2 separate regions of the Mus musculus genome follow, and region 1 is linked to region 2. The links are chromatin contacts, called in public Hi-C maps. All regions are on one chromosome and are shown on one strand. The core of a region is the stretch at or near the end of the contact, and the rest is flanking DNA. Distances in the headings are between cores, read along the strand shown. Region 1 has its middle 19 kb from the start of Gm4319. Region 2 has its middle 12 kb from the start of Gm29822.

Region 1 (3,113 bases), core at 93-2,592, 2.3 Mb after region 2:
ACCCAGATTAGTGAAACCATGGATCTTGGAGGAGAACCTGCAACCACCTCTTTATTAAACCTCTTTTACTAGCACAGTCTCTAACTACATTCTAAACAGGTGTCCTTACACCCATGAGTAAATGCATCCTCACTCCTCCTCCACGGAACTTCTTGAAACAGATGGAGACTGTTAGAGGAAACCACAGCTCATCAAGAGATCATGTCGTGTCCAGTCCCATCAGATTCAACTACAGCACAACCCCTCCGCCTTAGCCTCCGGGATCGCCATGGAAGAGAAAGGAAAGATTGTCAAAGCCAGAGCAAACAGGAAGTTTGCTGTGAGATTGTGTCTCTCAGAAATGTCAGAGAAACTAGACCCATGGGGTCTCATAGTCATGGCTGCCTAAGCAAGACTTGAACAAGGATGAGGGCAATAGGCCTGCTAACCAGGAAGGAGGAAGTCTCACGAGGCTCCAACCTGTAAGCAATTAAGGAATAATGAGAGTGTGAGAAGTAACCTACCTAGGGAAGAGCTCTGTGACTGGTTATACAAAACCAAGTGGCCAGCCTTGAAATGGTGGGTGTGTGTGTGTATACAATTATATATATATGTGTGTGTGTGTGTATATATATATATATATATATTAACATTATAATAAAAACATTATACAAACTTAGCACTTTATATTTACATAGTTAGAAATATATACATACAAAATATACATATATAACAATAATTTTTTAAAATTTTTTAAGATTTATTTTATCTATTTTATGTATATGAGCACACTGTAGCTGTACGGATGGTTGTGAGCCTTCCTGTGGTTGTTTGGAATTGAATTTAGGACCTCTGCTCACTCTGGTCAACTCTGATTGCTCAGTCCCTGCCTGCTCTAGCCCAAAGATTTATTTACTATAAATAAGTACACTGTGACTGTCTTCAGACACACCAGAAGAGGGCGTCAGATCTCATTACAGGTGGTTGTGAGCCACCATGTGGTTGCTGGGATTTGAACTCAGGACCTTCGGAAGAGCAATCAGTTCTCTTACCCGCTGAGCCATCTTGCCAGCCCAACCATAATTTTTTAAATAAGCTGTAAATTTGAGAGAGAACAAAAGTACATATGGGTGTTGAGAGGAAATATGTGATTATGTTATAACCTCAAAATAAAATCATATATTAAAAATAAATTTTAAAGAAGGATTACAATAGAAGTAGAAAATGGAAGAAAGGTGGAAAGGGGCGAGAAGAAAAAAGAAGGGAAGGAGAGAAAAGAAAGGGAAATTAACTGTTCTGGTAGTGTTAAGGACAAAGGCGGACTTGCCAGACAACAGAATGGGTCAACAGCGACACCTAGTGCTCAATCAGAATCCTGCACTGCTCTTCCGCGTGCAAGGAGGATCCGTTGTTTATTGTAAAATGCAAATCAGCTTCATTTGTCAACTGCCTGAGATTCCCATGCGTGTTCACTTAAGCCCTTATGCTGTTGTTTCTACAGATGTTCGCAGATAAAGGCACAGATTGCTCCGGAGAGACCTGGAATCACACAACCTCGGTGCAAGAGGGGGTGGTGTAGGGGTGGGGGGGTGAGAACCCCCTCAGCCCCTCTTCCTAAGGGCTACACTGAGTGCCTAAGGGTCCCTGGAGGAGAGAGGTTCTCTGTGGGTTTGTAGGTTTGTTTGTTTGCTAACGATGTTTTTTACATGGTAAAATTTAGATGGTGTCCATTTTAAAAAAAAAAAAAATTCTGGATTTGCTTTCAATCTTTTCCCACTACTCTTAACTCTCTGGTGAATAGTGAATTCTGCAGGGAACTACTTAAACTGAAAACTATCTAACTACCTATTAAAGCTATAAATGGAGTGTGTGCCAATGATTTTTAGAGCAGAGATGTCTTCGACTACTTGTGGTACTTGGAATTCAACCTAGAGCCTAGTATATGCTAGACACTCTTGTACTGAGGTATCTACCCCTAGTCTTTTCCAATGATTTGGGGAGGGGAGGAGTGAAATATTATTTGCAATGATAATGTTCAAATAGATAACATTAATAAGGTGTAACTGTGCTATTGAAGGAACTCTAGCATAGAACACTAGGCACCCAGTTACTAGGCCTTCCAAGCCACACACACACACACACACACACATGCACACACACACACACACACACACACACTCACTCACACACACACACACACACACACACACACACGCACCCAAACACCTTTTCCTCATTTCTGCTCATCTCCCCTTCTATCTATCGCTCATCTTCCTCCCCTTACTCTCCTCGGGTCACACCCAGCCCACCTCCCTGTTTTCTGAACCTCTGGGGTTTCTAGGACCTCCGGGGGTAAACATTTTAAATTTGGATCTGACTTCTTTCGGTGACAATCAAGAGAAGGGCACTGGACAAGGGATACACAGCACTGCAGTAAAGACATAGCTTAGTTAACCCAAAAGGCTACACACGGCAGACAGAGCAGCAGTGGTTTTCCATGAGAAGACAATCTTCTCGTGGACAGGCACAAAGGTGCTGCCCTGGAATACCCGCCTATTTGCTGAAAGAACCACCTCTCAGTGAGTATTCATTGGATCCTTTAAGAAATGTCCTCGGGGCCAGAGAGAGGATCCAGTTGTAAACGTGCTCACTTCCATCGAGCCTTAGCACAATCCCCAGGACCCACATGGCAGAAGAACAAGATTCTCATAGGTTGTCCTCTGACCTCCACGTGCATGTTGTGACATGTAGAGACACACACACAGACCAAATAAGCAAGGGTTTTTGTTTTGTTTTTGATGTTTGTTTGTTTACGACAAGGTCTCTCTACATAACCCTCATTGTCCTAGAACTCACTATGTAGACCAGGCTGGCCTCAAACTCACAGAGATCCTCTTGCCCCTGCCTCTCATGTGTTGGAATTAAACACCTGTGCCACCATGCCTGGCCAAATAGAGTTACTTTTAAAAACAGAAACAAGCTTTGCCACTCTTCTGAGAGACCACAGACCTTCCTGGCTCCTCCCGAGGACTCCTCACCTACTGACGGTGCCAGTCTAGTTCTCAGGGAGAACCAAGAACCAACCCTCTAACCTTTTGCCTTTCAGCTTCACCTGTGACATAGTCCTAAAGCAT
Region 2 (3,195 bases), core at 121-2,620:
TCATCAGAATCCCTCTTTAACGGAAGTCAGTGCAAACATGCTTACATGAATAATACAGGGACATTATTAATGTTTCTCTATCTCTATTTCCATGCTGGTAGAATGGAGACTCCATGAGAAAATCATGTGACATGTACAACACCATGCTGGTACACAATCTACATTCAGTCTATGAAGTAATGACTGTTATAGTCTAAGGACGTTTTCTAGGAGAGATGAGGAACAGCAGTCCACGGGTATTTATGGTTGCCTCACACATGCAAAAGGTTTCTCTGTTTCTCCATCCTACTCTTGGGCTTCTAGTTGAACAAGGTCTCCAGTCACAGCAGCTGCACCAATGCACCCGATCTTTAAATCCAGCATCACCAGTGAGATCCTTGGCATCCTTAGGGAAAATCATAGTCAAGTTGTAATATATTTCTTCTGTAGAGGTGGAGAAAATGCAGCATTTTACAATATATTTTGTTAGGAGTAATTTTATCATTATGATTCCTACCATATTTGTATTTTGAAGGAAATGTTCTGTTGGTGAGGCATATTGTTCAAACATTTGAAGCTTGGTCATTGAATAAAACAGAATGAAGACGGAGTGAATTGCATGTAGTAACGTGTGTAGAAAATACATGCTTGTTGGGCAGTGGTGGCACACGCCTTTGATCCTAGCATTTGGGAGGCAGAGGCAGGTGGATTTCTGAGTTCAAGGCCAGCCTGGTCTACAGAGTGAGTGCCAGGACAGCCAGGGCTACACAGAGAAACCCTGTCTCCAAAAATAAACAAACAAACAAACAAACAAACAACAAAAAAGAAAAGAAAAAAGAAAAGGAAATACATGCTCTCCCCTCTTTCTTCCTCCCTCTCCCTCTCTCTCCCTCTTTCCCTCCCTTCATCCCTCCTTCCTTTCCCTCTTGTGCTTTTTTGTGTATGTGTGTGTGATGTGCATGCATGTGTTGGTGTATACTTTCTATACAGAGTAGAAAAGTTTCCTCAGTCTAAGCATTCTGTCAAGATCATTCCTTTCCCAAAACCTGCTTGGTATTTACGGGAATAAACTGATGATGTTTTTATTCTTAGCTGCTCGGAGAGATTTATGTAGTTTAGGACTTTGTTGCACAGCTCCAGCAGCTGGCAAGGAAATGGAAGTGTAACCGCGCTCTCAGACACGAAATGGGCAAGCGCTGGGATGCACCTTGAGGTTTGATGGCTGAATTGCTGAAGAACTATAAACGCCCAGAGCTCTAGGTCTGCCTTACCTGGTAATGGCACTGCATGAATGGAAGTTGTTATGGTATTGAAAGGGATTGGATTGACAGGGAGACCAAGGAGTTACTATGATACAGAAAGAAAGAACCTCACTTATATAAGAGTCTGTAGAAAATCATTTCTCTTAGCAAGAATAGAGACATTGCATAAACTAGTCTCAAGAGGTTGCTAGGATGCAGGAAGTTAGCAAAAATATTCCTGGCTTGAGATTGAGAATGCCTGTAATTTTTTCTCTTCTTTTTCAAAATCATAAGTAGGAAAGGAAGATGTTGGGGACAATGTTGCCACAGCATATACTCATAATCAGATATTTATTTAAATAGAGGTAAATTTAACATACATTATGTTCGTAATGTGTAGAGGTGGAATAAAATGCATAGAGAATTGTATAGATATAGTTTAGAAAGCAACTTATTGATGACACTCCAATAATCTTGGAGAAATCTATTTCCCTAGGTTAAAGAATAATTGACAAATTAATGCTGTATCTATTTTGATATGCAGCTTAATGTTTAGTTTACATATACATATTGTCTCAAGTGTCAGGAATTTTTTAAAGCTTGAATTATGTATCATCATAAGGATACGTATTTACACACACACATACACATATATGTACATTACATTCACAAGCCTTTTATCCGCTGGTTAGAACTTAGTTTTAACACCATACTTAGCCATTATGAATTATATGTCAAGGAATATTGGAAATTAGCTCTATCTCAGAGTTACTTAATTTTTTTCTTCTTTTTGACAAATACTTAGAAGTGAGATTTCTGAATCAATGCTATTCTAGTTTCTATTTCTAAGGAACTGCCATACTGTTTCAGGTTGAAGCTGTACGTACCATTTTACATTCCTGACACTACTGTATGAGGTTGAAATCCTCAACAGCCATGTCTACATTTTATTTTCAGTAATATTGACCTTCACAGTTATGAGTCCATATTTTATTATTATTGAACTTTAACAGTGCTATTCACAATATGTAAAAATAATACTTAATATAGAGATGGCCAGAAACACTATTTAAATTACCACATTTAAATATAGCCAATATTTAGATGTGAACAGAAGAAATCTATAGCATGAGTATATGCTATTATGTTTTTAGAACTAAGGACTCTTTAAAATATTTCTAGTTAAAACTGGCAATACAATTTTGAATCTTGGTTATATTGCTTGTTTTCCTATCTGTTCCTTTACATGATACAGGGTAAAAATTACTGGCATTGTAAAAGTAAATAAAAAGTAGTCCCGGGGCTGGAGAGATGGTGCCGTAGTGTAGTTAGGAGCACTGGCTGCTCTTTCAGAGGACTCAGATTCAATTCCTATCACCCACATAGTGGCACATGGCTGCTTGTACCTCCAATCCCACTGGATCAGATACTCTCTTCTGTTTATGTGGGGCACTGGGCACACGAGCTATGCATGCAGGCAAGACATACATTTAATTAATTAATTAGTTAATTAATTAATTAGAAGAACTGTCATAATAGCTCAGGACTTAGGCTGGCCTTAGGTCTGGGTTGTCACTGATAAGTCTGTGATCCTTTGTCACACAGTCTCTTGGAGCTGACATTTTGACTTTATGGTGCAATTTGTTTCAATAACATCTCCTTTAAACACAATGATTAAATTCTGTACACTGAAAATTAGACTCAAATGACTAATTGCCTTATTTCAAGTTTTAAGTAGTTATTTTGAAGTTTATATGTAACAGTATACTTGTGGATTTTGTCATAGCTATCAAATAAAATCATAGTGTATTCTCTTGGGAGCAAAAGGCCATTCTAGCTTTGGAAATACAATCGAGAACATGGAAATAAAGCAAGAAGGTTACAGTCTACTAGTGATGGTCCTTTGGGGAAGACTAGAATAATCAAGTGACATTAGAGCTGTTTTATTTCAGAAAGGGAGTTGTAAAATTCTTCA

The links. A called contact is a pair of places that touch in the nucleus more often than the background predicts.
Region 1: a Hi-C map of cortical neurons shows a contact between it and region 2, with 4 times the contacts expected there. The contact joins two enhancer-like sites. A contact is called at or near these places in 2 of 15 datasets of contacts at CTCF or cohesin (large pre-B cells and pro-B cells), 54 of 484 Hi-C or Micro-C datasets (the AML12 cell line, B cells, the C2C12 cell line and 38 more) and 3 of 115 datasets of contacts at active chromatin or transcription factors (PVALB interneurons, bone marrow-derived dendritic cells and forebrain).

The regions. Positions count from the first base shown.
Region 1 is chr1:72,140,724-72,143,836 of GRCm38.p6, forward strand. No RefSeq gene overlaps it. Among named protein-coding and RNA genes, the nearest start is that of Gm4319, 19 kb to the left of the region's middle. Within about 2 kb of position 1,343, at least 32 of the 459 cell types and tissues checked have an H3K27ac peak or open chromatin away from gene starts, as enhancers often do. A contact at or near this core is called in cortical neurons, where this site is marked.
Region 2 is chr1:69,797,986-69,801,180 of GRCm38.p6, forward strand. No RefSeq gene overlaps it. Among named protein-coding and RNA genes, the nearest start is that of Gm29822, 12 kb to the left of the region's middle. Within about 2 kb of position 1,371, at least 2 of the 459 cell types and tissues checked have an H3K27ac peak or open chromatin away from gene starts, as enhancers often do. A contact at or near this core is called in cortical neurons, where this site is marked.